Regions from separate parts of the Hordeum vulgare genome. Here all the other regions are linked to region 1. Evidence: chromatin contacts called from public Hi-C data. All regions are on one chromosome and are shown on one strand. Each heading gives the region's core, a stretch centred on a gene start, on an enhancer-like site or on the middle of the called end of the contact. The rest is flanking DNA. Distances are from core to core; before and after follow the strand shown. Region 1 holds the start of LOC123403129 (ADP-ribosylation factor-like protein 8c). Region 2 holds the start of LOC123401976 (3-ketoacyl-CoA synthase 5-like). Region 3 holds the start of LOC123402079. Region 4 holds the start of LOC123401621 (U-box domain-containing protein 11-like).

Region 1 (3,297 bases), core at 51-2,550:
AAAATATTCATCAAGAAGCAGTGATATACATACAGTTGGAATCATGTCCTCACTGTAGCCACCAGTCTGAGAAGCATAGCAGCCATGAGTGAATATCAGGACAACAAAGAAAAATAAATGTTGCATAGCTTAAGTTGTGTGAGTTGATGCATACAGCAATTGAATTGACTAGAGATGTCTTCCCAGCATTCTGTAGGCCAACCAGGGAGAGCTCCATCTCCTGCTTAAAGAACAGGCTGAAACAAAAAAATGTTACTCCCATGAGTTAATTTTGACTGATTGGTCATCCTTCAAAGGCAACTCAGTATTATTATTGGCACATCTTCAAGTTTCATGATTGGTATAGTCCGGATACCCATATAGCATAGACTAAACTGGGTAGTAAAACTTGATCTCAATCTGATTCACCAACATGAGCTGGACTAACCTAACTGACAGTTTAGAACATCAAGAACAACAGCAAAGATTACTCAGGATTGGATCCTGACTGTAGAACTCCAAACATCCACTCTCACCCTATAACCTTAACTGTAGCAAATTCAACCGAAATGATTAGTTCCAGAAGTTTCTTCTCACAAAGGGAGCTTCGACATCTCCAATATCCATAAGGCCAGGATAACATTCGTTTTAAGAATGTAAGCCCTGATTGGCTTCAAACTGCAATGAACTGTGGAATGCTCTTCAAAAGCATGCTTGTTAAAAACAGTATGGTATCAAGTTCAAAATTACTCCCTCTACGATTCAGAGACCCTAACCACATCAATGTCTATTAAGATATTATTAAGCTTATTATACTAGGTCAGTACACCAAAGGCTACCTTCCGAATGAGTATGCTCTACATTAGCTTGATCTAACGTGGATCTAACTGCGCAGAGCAAAGACCGACTCCAGCCCCCGACCCAGCCGCATCATCCCGCCGCGCAGGGAAATCCGATCCATCCAAACCCATCCCACAATAAAAAAGGAAGACATACTACAAGTACCGATCATAATCAAATCGAAGGGGGGAACTGGAATTCCGCCGGGAGGGGGGCCGTCCCGTTGGAACCGCGAAAACATCGAGCGAAACGGAAGGGGCGGAGAGAGCTAGACGGGAACCTTCGGAGCCAGTTGAGGAGCGAGTCCCAGAGCCCCATGGCGCCTTCTGTCGCAGCTCGAGGCCGTCGCCCGTGCGCCCGCCGGATCTATCGAGGAGGAAGGGAATCCGCGGTTGCCGATTGGGGAGGAGGAAGGAAGACGAGGACGAGACGACAGGAGACGTGCGTTGGCTGCAGCGAAGGACACCCTACGAGCAATAGCATCCGTGTCACGGGCGGTAAGCGGCACAGCGGCCGAGCGGCGTGCACGAATAATCCGAACCTGAATCCAGAGGTGTCGTCTTGGACTCTCCTGGCCGTGGATTCATGTGCCACAACTCTTTTTGGCCGTAGGATATATATAGGAAAAAATCCAATTTTACATCTGAACTCGTAGAGGTTCGGTGAAATGAACCCAAAATCAAAATCTCGGTCGATTGTATCCTGAACTATGTAATTCCGGTCTAAATTAAATCCTGAGATTGTCTGTCAAACCGGGATTGCAAAGGCTGATCGAGATTTTTTTTCTTCAGAAAATAGGCCGTGGTTGACTGCGCTGCACGCGCGGGGATTGCTTCAAGCCCAGCAACCTAGTTCGCTGTTTCTTGTTTTTCGTTTTTTTGTATCCATTTATATTTTTATACTTTTTATTTTTTGATGTGTATTTGTCTTCATTTTTAAAAAAATTTAACAATGTCTTAAACCCTAAAACCCCAGAACAGCGGTTTCAAATTTTTGATTTGTGAACTTTCGTTTTCAACAATGTTAAATTTTGTATAATGTTAAATTTTTGTTCCGATTTCAAAAAATGTTCTCGTGCCCAAAAAAAATATGCTTTTAAATTTTAGAAATTTCCATATTTCAAAAAAAGTTCTGAAATTGTCAAAAATATTCTAAAGTGTTTTAAAATGTTCTGCATATTCAAAAAATTCTTTGTATTTTCGCTATTTATAAAAAATGATTCGAATTTTAGTTTTTTTTCTATGTTATTTAGAAGATCCCGGGAATTCCGGTGCTCACTTGCAGGAGGTTTTCAGTTTGACTACTCACAATATTTTTCTTTTAACTATTGTTTAAGTTTTGCCGCTACTGTGTATTATTTCTAGGATGGCGCTGCACTACTACATCGTTTCAGTGACATATGATGTACGACATTTAATATACCTTCTGGAAATAGGAAGGACAAAATCGCGTCAAACAAATGTCCCCTCATTAAAAGAAGTTCGAGCGCAGAGCAGATCGGACTTAATTTGGTGAAAATACATTTTTTAGGCGCATCATACACGTGCAGCCGCTTGACAACAACCTGAAAATATCATCGCGAACGGCCAAGTCGTCGTGATTTTGCACCTTCCTGCACCTCGAGTACTCGACTGCGGCTGGTGTGACTCCGTGCCTAGCGTCCGACCCGTACGGATACACGTATTTTGGTCATCCGTTGGGTTGCACGTGCAAAAGAAAAAGTTTATTTTAAACCTTGAACTGGTAGTGCTTCGGCGAATCGTACCTGAACTCGAAATCTCTGTCGTTTGTGTCATAAACTCTTAGATCCCGGTCTAAATCAAACCTTCACAGCGATTTCCAAACGGGGATTGCCGACGTGGTAGGGATTGCCGGGATGGGTCGTTTCTGCGCACGACTGGGTTGATAAAAGTAGGCGGGCCTAGTTCAACCTTGTCCCCTGCTTCTTTCTCTCCCTGTCCCTGCTCTTTTCCTCTTGCGACGGCAATGGCGACAGGCGGTTGATCGGCGACGCAGCGACGATTGTGACGACTCGAGGACGCGTCGAACAAGCAGGTACTGATCTCGATGACCTCCTCCCCTGGTAGTAGTAGTTTCTGGTTGTTGCCGCATTAGGGTTAGGGTTTTTAGGTTCGAGTTTGGGGACGATATTGGTGGCAGAAAATGTTCGATTTTTGTGAAGAGGAATAGGTTGATATGCTTGATTTTGACCGCATTGTGTGTTTATTTCAATTTAATCATGGACCCCACTGAGATTTTGAACGTTCAATTTCATATTGGAGGGGAGTTCATGCGCATTGGTCCAAATATGGACTATGTTAGGGGAGAGGAAGCAATGTGAGAGATTGAGAGGGATAAATTGTCTCTGCAGGAAGTGAAAGATATTTTGCAAGATCATATTCAATTTAAGGAATCGATGAAGTTATATTTTTGCTTCCTGGGAAAGAGCTTATCAATGGATTGGTGTTCCTCTATGAT
Region 2 (3,108 bases), core at 397-2,896, 550 kb before region 1:
TGGCTACTGTGTAGACTTTCCTGTGTAGGAGCGAACGTGTGTGTACGAATGTGCACGAGATCGACGAGCTAGTGGCTAGTGCTTGAGCACGTCGGGGATGTCGACGGGGTAGCGGTGGACGCAGGCGGCCCAGGGCCCGTCGGCGCCGCCGGGCGCCGCGGGCGGGCGGATGCACTCCCAGGCGGCGCTGTTGCACTTGAACCCGGAGCCGAAGCCGATCATCCACACGCGGTCGCCCTTGCGCATGCGCCCCTTGGCCTCCACGTACGCCAGCTCGTACCACAGCGAGCTGCTCGACGTGTTGCCGAACCGGTGCAGCGTCATCCGCGACGCCTCCACCTGCTCGTCCGACAGCGTCAGGCTGCGCTGCAGCTCGTCGATCACCGCCCGCCCGCCCGCGTGGATGCAGAAGTGCTCGAACGCCGTGCGGAAGTCCGGGATGTACGGCTTGATCCCGCGGTTCACCACCCTGCGCGCGATGAAGGACAGCGCGAACAGCAGCTGCTCCGACGCCGGCAGCACCAGGGGCCCCATGGCCGTGATGTTCGCCTTCAGCGCCTCGCCGGCGACGCTCATCAGGTCCTTGGACAGGTTTATCCCCACGTTGCCGCGCTCGTCCTCCTCCTGGTACACGCAGCGGTACGCGCCGTCCTGGGACCCGGTCAGCGTCCGCACCACCCGCGCCAGCCGGAACCGCGCGTTGGCGCCGTTGGTGGAGAGGAGCACGGCGGCGCCGCCCATGCGGAAGAGGCAGTTGGGCAGGAGCATGGCGCGCTCCTTGCCCATGTAGTAGTTGGGCGTGATGGTCTCCGTCGACACCACCAGCGCGTTCGAGCCCCTGGGAGCGACCTGCAGCAGGTTCCGGGCGAGCCCCACGGAGATGAGACCGGCGCTGCACCCCATCCCGGCGAGGTGCACGTTGCGCACGTCCTTGCGCAGGTTGTACCGGTTGACGATCATGTCGGCGAAAGACGGCGTTGGCGCGAAGAGGCTGCAGTTGACGACGAGGATGTCGATGTCCACCGGGGCGACCTTGGTCTTGGCGAGCAGGTCGTCGATGGCGGAGAAGACGATGAGCTCGGCCTCGGCGCGGGAGGACTCGAGGTCGCAGGACGGCGGGATGTAGTGCTGCGCGTAGGGGAGGCAGGTCTCCTCCCCGAGCCCCGAGCGCTCGAGCAAGCGCGACATGAAGCGCACGCTGCGCTCGTCGAAGCCCGGCCACACGCGGGCGTGCTCCTCGAACGCGGCGAACGGGACGCGGCAGCTGGGGCTGGTGCGGAAGCACGCGTAGTCCACCATGTACACCGCGCGCGGCCGGAGCTTGAGGTAGACGGCGGCCGCCGCGGACGGGACGAACGCGGCGAGGAACATGTGCACGGGCCGGAGCGCGCGCAGCCGGGCGAGCAGCTCATCGGGCCCTAGCTCCGCCGCCTTGAGCAGGGCCGAGGCGGCGAAGGGCACTGCCACGATGGCCACGATGTTGCTCACCGCCAGCTGGTACAGCCGCTTGAGCTGCGCCGACGAGCTCATGCTAACGGTGCGCTCTGTATCGTTTGCGTGCGCTCGCGTCTGTGTTGGGAGCAGCTGTAGCTCTGTGGCCTCGTGGGTGTGTGTGTCGCTTGGCTCGCGGTGGGAGGCGAGGAGAAAGCCGGGAGGGAGAATTTAAAGAAGCGAAACTCCGGGTACCGGGACCCCGCAGGTGGAGCCCGAGCCTGTCGCTCCGAGAAGAGATCACACTATAGAAGTGGTTAGAGGGGAAGAAAATTCTATGGGACGGGGCCTCATAGTGCCGGGTCTCAAGCCCCTCTTCAGATTTTGACACGTCATTGTTTGCACACATCTTAAAGCTGCTTAAAATACCCTAATCAGTTGATACGTATTTATAGTATGGATACGACACAATATCAATCTAATCAATACCTTCCGTCCAACAAACGTAACCAGAAGGTAGCAATCTTCTCACCTGCAGTCTCCGCCGCGCCCGACGTGGAGGCGCCGTCGTAGCAACATTTCCCCGGCGCCAAACCTGGGCACTGCCGCCATGTCTCCCATGGAGACCTCTCCTTTCGCCGGTGATGACGACGTGCTCGTCGTCCCTCACGGAAGCAGTGGCGGCGTCCACATGGAAGCAGCGGCAGCAGGCCTTCATGGAAGCAGCGGCAGCAGACCTGTCCCCATGGCTACCCGTCCATGCGCTGGCGACGACGATCTTCATGGAAGTGGCGGCGTCCACATGGAAGCAGCGGCAGCAGACCTTCATGGAAGCAGCGCTGGCGACGACGATCTTCATGGAAGTGGCTGTGTCAATGTTAAAACCATACCTGTTCCTAGAGTTGGAATGGCATTTAAGTTTGAGGAGGAGGCATACGATTTTTACAATAATTATGCTTGTAAAGTTGGGTTCAGCATTCGAAGGAGCCACACGAAGTTGAGACGAGATGGAACCGTTTATCAGAAACATTTGGTTTGCAGCAAACAAGGTGAGCGAGAAACTCATTCATCACATCACACCAAGAATGAAAATGCAACCACAAGGTGTGATTGCAATGCCCGTGTTCAGCTGAGTATTTCTCCTGATGGCGTTTGGAATGTGCAAAAGGTTCTTCTTGAGCACAACCATGATTTCGCAAGTCCAGATAAGAGGCACATGTTGAGGTCGCAACGTCGTATTGCAGCGTCCGGTAAACTTGTGATTGGTGAGATGCGTGAAGCCGGAATAAAGCCAGCTGAAGTGTACAATTTTTTCAAGCAGTGGTATAAAGGACCCCATAATGTACCTTTCTTGCGGATGGATTCCAATAACCATATTGGTCGTGAGCGTAGGAAGTATCTGGAAGTTAATGATGCGCAAACATTGCTGGAATTCTTGAAAAACAAGCACTTAAATGATCCTTCTTTTTTTTATGCTATACAATTATACGAAGAGGATTGCCGGATAGCTAATTTTTTTTGGGCAGATGGTCAAGCTATCATGGACTACGCTTGCTTTGGTGATGTTTTGTCCTTTGACACAACATTTCAGACAAACAAGTTTGAAATGCCTTTTGCACCACTACTTGGAACAAATCATCATAAGCAAACCATTCTTTTTGGAGCTGCCCTGTTATG
Region 3 (3,005 bases), core at 249-2,748, 800 kb before region 1:
AGGCTACATGTTCTCTGCAGATACTACTAGCAGCAGAAGAAAAACTCTTGTTGCCGCTGTACTGTACGCGGCATCTGATCTGACATCCTGCAGTTTCGCTAACCTTGTCCACGCTACACCGGTGCTAGTAGTGGGTGCTTTTGTGCCACGGTAACCACCGATCCAACAAAACCCAAGAATTCTACTGTACTGTACCACGCATTTGCTGGCCAAGATTTCTGCTTTTTCACATACAATATCTGTCAAGGTGAGGATAGCTCGCAAATTCTACTACAGCAAGTAAAAAATGTAATGTAGATCTTGTTCAGAGTTAATATAATTCTTGTTGCACGAAGTGCGCATAAGGGGACACGCAGTGATGCAATGCACGTGGAGAATGGATGGGGCTAATTGATTGAAATCTTGAAGATAGTAATGGTGGTTACCTCCTCCTTGGTGCGGGGCAGCGTGGGCCACCTCTGCGGCGTCTTGGGCGGCGCGCCGGGGGCCGACTTGGGGTTGGGGAGCATGAAGCCGGAGCCCCAGTCGGGCGTGGCGGCGAACCGCGGGCTGCGCAGGATGCCGGGCGGCCTCTCGGGCGTCACCTTGGCGCTGCAGGCGCCGCCGTCGCCCACGGCCGCGCAGAGCTCCATGATCTTGGCCGCCGCCTCGGCCGCGTCCCGGCTCTCCCCCATCAGCTTCTCCACCTGCGCCTTGGGGAGGCGCATCCTGAGCCGCACGGGGGTGCCGCCGGGGAGCGGGGAGGCGGGGGCGGACGCGGAGGCGACGCCCTGGAAGGAGGAGAGGTCGGAGGTGGAGCGGCGGGCGAGCATGAGCGACTCGAGCCGCTCGCGCGCGCCGACGCGGAGGTTGCCCGACCACGCCCGGCGCGGCGGCCCCGCGGCCGGGCGGCGCGGGAGCGCCACGAGGAAGTAGAGCCGTCCCCGGCGCAGCGGCGCGTCGGGCGCCAGCGGCCGCGCCCGCGCGCCCAGCAGCTTGACCTCCTCCGCCTCCAGCAGCTGGAAGCCCGGGTGGTCGCGCAGCACGTCGGACGCCGCCGCCGCCGGCGTCTTCACCCGGAAGGACGTCCCGTCCAGCTGCATCACCTTGGCCCCCTTCCTCTTCGCCCCAATGCTGTTCCCCATCCCCTCGGTGGCCTCGGGCTTGGTGGTGGTGGTGCGCGCCGGCCGGCGTGCGTTCGGTCTTGGTTCTTGAGGGAGGCGTCGTATGTCTGGGCCTGTGCGTGGTGATCTTTTGTTTGTTGGTTTGTTTTATAAAAGGAAGGGAAACTGGGGGAGTGGTGGCGAAAGGTGGAGGGGTCAAAGGTGACGGGGGGCGTATTTTATGGGGATGCCGAGGTGGTACGCTTGTCTCTCTTGCGTTGCGTTTCCCGCCTTTGGATGCAGATTGCCGGGGCGTGGTTGAGGCAGCGTCCGTCCGTCTGCGTGTGAATGATTATCATCAGGCACTCGCAGCAGCACGGAGACAGACTCAACCGGTTCACAGCTCGAAATCATGGCCACCGGGAATACACACGGTTATCTTATCAAGGTAGAGCGGTGGTGGTAGCAGAAGGGAGGGAGGGAGGGAGTGTGCACGCATGTGAAAGCGTTGGGACGAACGGGATCTGCGCAGGGGAATATCGGGGCTGGTTTCCATTGTGTGTGGTTACTCACGACACGATCGTGGGTTGTGACAGGATGTGCGTGTAGTAACGTGTTGGCTTTAGCTCTTTCGCCAACGCTGCCCAACCGTGAACTGTAAAGCGAGCGGCTAAGTGTGATTCAAGTTAGTACGGTAGTCACCCCACCCGACTTCCTTTCCATATCCATGATCGCGTTAATGTGAACAATCGATCCATCGGGCGCCACCGATCCGCTCCGGTTCTGGAATTAGAATTACTAGTACAAATCTGGTTGGTCGTTAGCTCTCGGAACAAGCAAGATGTAGTAACTGTAGGTGTGTGTAGGTCAAGCCATAGATATAGATCTCTTAAAGACACGATAAGATGTCAACTGAATCCTGCGTCGGGGGCTGCATCTCACCGCTTCTCAAGGGACGACTCCTGTGCGGTGTCGGTAGGCCGATCAAGACGGCTTCCACTGTCAAATCGATACCCTCTTTTTGTCTGTTCCGAACCCATCAACCTTTTTTTGTGCTACTACTAATCTACGCACGGCACTGCTCTATATGCCGGAACCTCCCTGCATATGGTGATCCGCCATTGTACGTAGCGCCATTTATGGTTGCCTGCTCTCTTCTCGCAATGTACTACAGGCGTACGTACAGCTAGCCCCTTCAAAATGCATACACTATTTTGGTTACTTTCATCGCCTGGTACGGCGGCCTGCGCTGCGTACGTAATCGGGCATACAATCTTCGGTTTCCTGTCGCTGCCATGACCATCGCATGGCGCATCGCGTCCGTCGTCGCAAGCTGACAAACCGGGCGATCATATATCTTTGGGTCGCCTGTGACCGCACCACGAAAGCGAATCATCAACGGCACGTAGCAGCGTCACCTCCTCTATCTGCGAGCGCGCTGCTGCTTAAACCGTATATATGTGAGTTAGTGAACACATACATCACAGCAGATGCACGTACGGCCACAGGCTATCTCAACGGATGCCATGGCAAGTCAAATGTTCATAAGGGACTACACAGTCTCAATCAAGCCGTGAACAGAAAATCGCATCGGTCCATGCATGTCATCGTCAGTTCGTCGTTGTCCATACCCGCGTCACTGTTCTGAAAAAGAGTCAGGATTACGATGTGGCTTTTCAAACCGGGATCACCTTTGTTGCTGTCATGTCCAGATGGATATACTTGCGACCTCTAACGAATTGGATTGGAACAGAAGAGATGATGACGATGCGAGATTTAGAGAAATTCGAACGCGTCGACTCAAACGGATTTATCCGTTTTTTTTCATTTGGATTAGCCGTCCACTCGCGCCCGTCCTGTTTAAGATTTGGGTCGGCAGTGCGCTAGGGATCAATTTAATGTTCACGCACACATTTGAAAAGT
Region 4 (3,172 bases), core at 458-2,957, 750 kb before region 1:
CAACACAAGCTAAAAGTATCATACTATTGTGCCTCCTAAAGATAGAATCTAGTGCTAATATATGTTGCTTAAATTAAAAGACAATTTGGACGTCTGAGTCCTGAAGTAAAGAGTAACTTGGGGACAAATGGATCACAGAACCTCCTGAAAATTTAAAAATTACTCTCTCTGTAAAGAAATATAAAAGCGTTTAGATCACTAAAGTAGTTATCTAAATGCTCTTATATTTGTTTACAGAGGGAGTACAAAATTATAGTGACAACTAATAAACATTTATCTTCCTTGAACCAATTTTAGGAGAGATGATTTCAAGTACTCAAACGACTCGCTTAGCTACTCCACCGCATACACACAATCATGCAAATTTGGCAATGTATCCCAAGCAGCATAGTGTGGTCTTGAGACCAAAAGTTAATTTGACGAAATACAAGACCAGAGTATCAAAAGGCTCCAGTAAGCAACAATAATTAGATAAGAAGATATTGAAGGTTGCAAAATACGAATTGGCAATGGCAATGAGCATTTCGGATGGATAAATGAAAAAAAAAGGGACGGCAGGAAACCAGGTCAACATGTCCATGCTAAGAATGCTAAGACGTTACTTGTTTGACACCTTTGTTCTTCTTACCTGGTGCGCACAAGTTTAAACTCATCGAGGCATCATAGAAGTAAGTATAGGAGGACACGCATGATCTGACCACATCAAGATGCACCCCCAAGTCTAATAAGATCTACAGCCGTTAAAATATAACAGCGCAATAGCTGCAACTGGAGCGGCTGGACAAAAAGATCTACGCGCAAGCGAAAGTAAAACTTTCGTGAATGAATCTCTAAAATCTTGCCCGGTATACTAATCGTCAACGGAAACGAATCACATGCCGAAAAGAGAGCAATCTAACGAACGCGCGGACCAGACGCCGCGCAATCGCGCTCAAAGTGTTCGGCGAAATCTGGCCAAGAGCCGCGCGTCAAGAAGCGAGCAATGCAGAAGGTTTGATTGGACCAAGAGATCCCCGGCAGTCACCTGATCCGCGGCCCCCGTGTGGAGCGCCGGCCCGCGGCCGAGCGCGACGAACCTCCTGGCGGCCTGGAGCGCCAGGAGCAGGTCGGCCACCCAGGCCGTCGCCTCGGGCTCGGACGCGCCGTCCTCCCCAGACGACGCCTCGGCGACCTCGGCGACGAGGTGCGTGAGCAGGGACACCTTGCGCGCGAGGCGGAGGCAGTCGGCCCGCAGCGGCTCGACGGCGGCGGCCAGGTCGGCGGCGCCCACGGCCGCGATCTCCCGCACGATCTCCGCGGCCGCCCCGGCCGTCGCCGCCATCGCGCCGCCCCGGGTCAGGACTCCGCGCGGAGGACGGGAAGGGGGAGCGGCGGGGAAGCGGAGGGGGGAGGGGGCATGCCAACCTCCAATGTCAACGTCGCGCAGTAATGTAGGAGCGGTGGTGGTGGTGGTGCGAGGGGGCTCTGCTCGGGGAAGGAAAGGGGTGATGAGGATGAGGATGGGCTGCGGATTAATGAAATGCGGGGCTGGGCTCAGGTTGGCGGCAGCTAGCTGGGAGTGGGAGGGAGGGATCCCGTCCCGGCCTCCGGTGAGGCGCAGGCCGTGCGGAGGGGAGAGGGGAGGGGGTGAGCTGGGGGTGGGGTGGCTGGCCACTGGGCTGCCGTTCGCGTGAGGAGAGATTCCCGGGCGCGGCGCGGCAGACCGGAGTAAACTAATGCCAGGAAATCGGTGCCCGCCTGGCTGCACTCCCCGGGGAGCGACGGGTTCCGGATCCCGTGTGCCCGCCTCGCCCCGCTGCCCACGACGCGGCACCGTTACTAGGGCCTGCCGCGTTATACATACAGTACAACTGTTCGTTTCTTTAAAAAAAAGGGAAGTTATTCATCAAGATATGATCTTTGGGACAGTTGTGACGCGAAATCACACATCGTTTACATAACTGAGGTGTGGGAATTAGGAGAAATTTATTGACATGATCGTTTTCGGCTAACATTTTGCAAATTTTCGCTGGCCACACAAAGGGAAAAAAAACATCCCTCTTACATTTGTACGTGTTATACTGTTTCGACGCTGAATGCAGGACCGAGAATGTTCGTGTCTAATCTCCCCACGTCTCTCTTTCTCTCTCTAAATTATGATTTCCATCCATTCCAATACTTGACGAACACGTTGTAGGGATAGGTTGTGATGAACTGCAAATGTTTTTTGTAATTATATTGACTTGGCGTGAAATATGGCATATTTATGCCACATTTCAATGACTCGGTCAACGACCATGCTATTTCTTTTTTCTTCTTTTTTCTTTTTATCTAGGTTGGTAGGTGAGTTTGGCGGTGCCCGTCGAGTGGAAATCAAGATAGCACATTTCTATTACCTCTAGCCCAGAAGGCGATATTTGGGCCGCCCTGCAGAGGATGACTTGGTCGCGAGGGCTCCGGAAGAAGCCGCCTTGCAAGGGGCTAGCCTTGCGAGGCCCCTCGCCTCCACGCTAGGCCTAGCCAAGGCCACCAAGTACCGAAGCGCCTCGCGAGACCCCTCACCACCAGGCTAGGCCTAGCCAAGACCACCAAGTACCGAAGCGCCTCGCGAGACCCCTCACCACCAGGCTAGGCCTAGCCAAGGCCACCAGGTACATAAGCGCCTCGCGAGACCCCTCACCACCAGGCTAGGCCTAGCCAAGACCACCAAGTACCGAAGCGCCTCGCGAGACCCCTCACCACCAGGCTAGGCCTAGCCAAGGCCACCAGGTACATAAGCGCCTCGCGAGACCCCTCACCACCAGGCTAGGCCTAGCCAAGGCCACCAGGTACATAAGTGCCTCGCGAGACCCCTCACCACCAGCCTAGGCCTAGCCAACGCCATCAAGTACAGAAGCGCCTAGCGAGACCTCCCTTGCGAGGCCACTTCACAAGACATGTTCGTACGACGTCAGCCGTAGGGTTCCCCGCCCGTCACGTGGATGACATCCTGCTGTCAGGATAATGACGACAGGGCGTGGCATAAGCCAGTTTCCACTCTGATGATAAGGAAGCAAGGGTGTCTGCCTCCCCCAAAGCAGGTCCCAAACTATTTCCTCTTTAGTGCAAGAAGATCAGAACGGATTGGCGAGCCAGGGCGGACGTCATCGCTGATCCCACGAGTGCATCAGGACGACTACTTGATCAGGCGGAT

Evidence for each region. A called contact is a pair of places that touch in the nucleus more often than the background predicts.
Region 2: a contact with region 1 is called in a Hi-C map of seedling, with 7 times the contacts expected there. The contact joins the promoter of LOC123401976 here to the promoter of LOC123403129 in region 1. A contact is called at or near these places in 2 of 6 Hi-C or Micro-C datasets (leaf and seedling).
Region 3: a contact with region 1 is called in a Hi-C map of leaf, with 5 times the contacts expected there. The contact joins the promoter of LOC123402079 here to the promoter of LOC123403129 in region 1. A contact is called at or near these places in 2 of 6 Hi-C or Micro-C datasets (leaf and seedling) and 1 of 1 datasets of contacts at active chromatin or transcription factors (embryo).
Region 4: a contact with region 1 is called in a Hi-C map of seedling, with 1.7 times the contacts expected there. The contact joins the promoter of LOC123401621 here to the promoter of LOC123403129 in region 1. A contact is called at or near these places in 1 of 6 Hi-C or Micro-C datasets (seedling) and 1 of 1 datasets of contacts at active chromatin or transcription factors (embryo).

What each region holds. Positions count from the first base shown.
Region 1 is chr6H:492,099,708-492,103,004 of MorexV3_pseudomolecules_assembly, forward strand. It overlaps LOC123403129 (ADP-ribosylation factor-like protein 8c), which reads right to left and starts at 1,301. Exons shown (of 6, transcript XM_045097091.1): 1 at 1,100-1,301; 2 at 155-236; 3 at 34-66. The coding sequence starts at 1,137.
Region 2 is chr6H:491,551,318-491,554,425 of MorexV3_pseudomolecules_assembly, forward strand. LOC123401976 (3-ketoacyl-CoA synthase 5-like) reads right to left here and starts at 1,647. Exons shown (of 1, transcript XM_045095841.1): 1 at 1-1,647. The coding sequence starts at 1,530. The coding sequence ends at 76.
Region 3 is chr6H:491,294,680-491,297,684 of MorexV3_pseudomolecules_assembly, forward strand. It overlaps LOC123402079, which reads right to left and starts at 1,499. Exons shown (of 2, transcript XM_045095946.1): 1 at 426-1,499. The coding sequence starts at 1,124.
Region 4 is chr6H:491,351,591-491,354,762 of MorexV3_pseudomolecules_assembly, forward strand. It overlaps LOC123401621 (U-box domain-containing protein 11-like), which reads right to left and starts at 1,708. Exons shown (of 4, transcript XM_045095456.1): 1 at 1,025-1,708. The coding sequence starts at 1,321.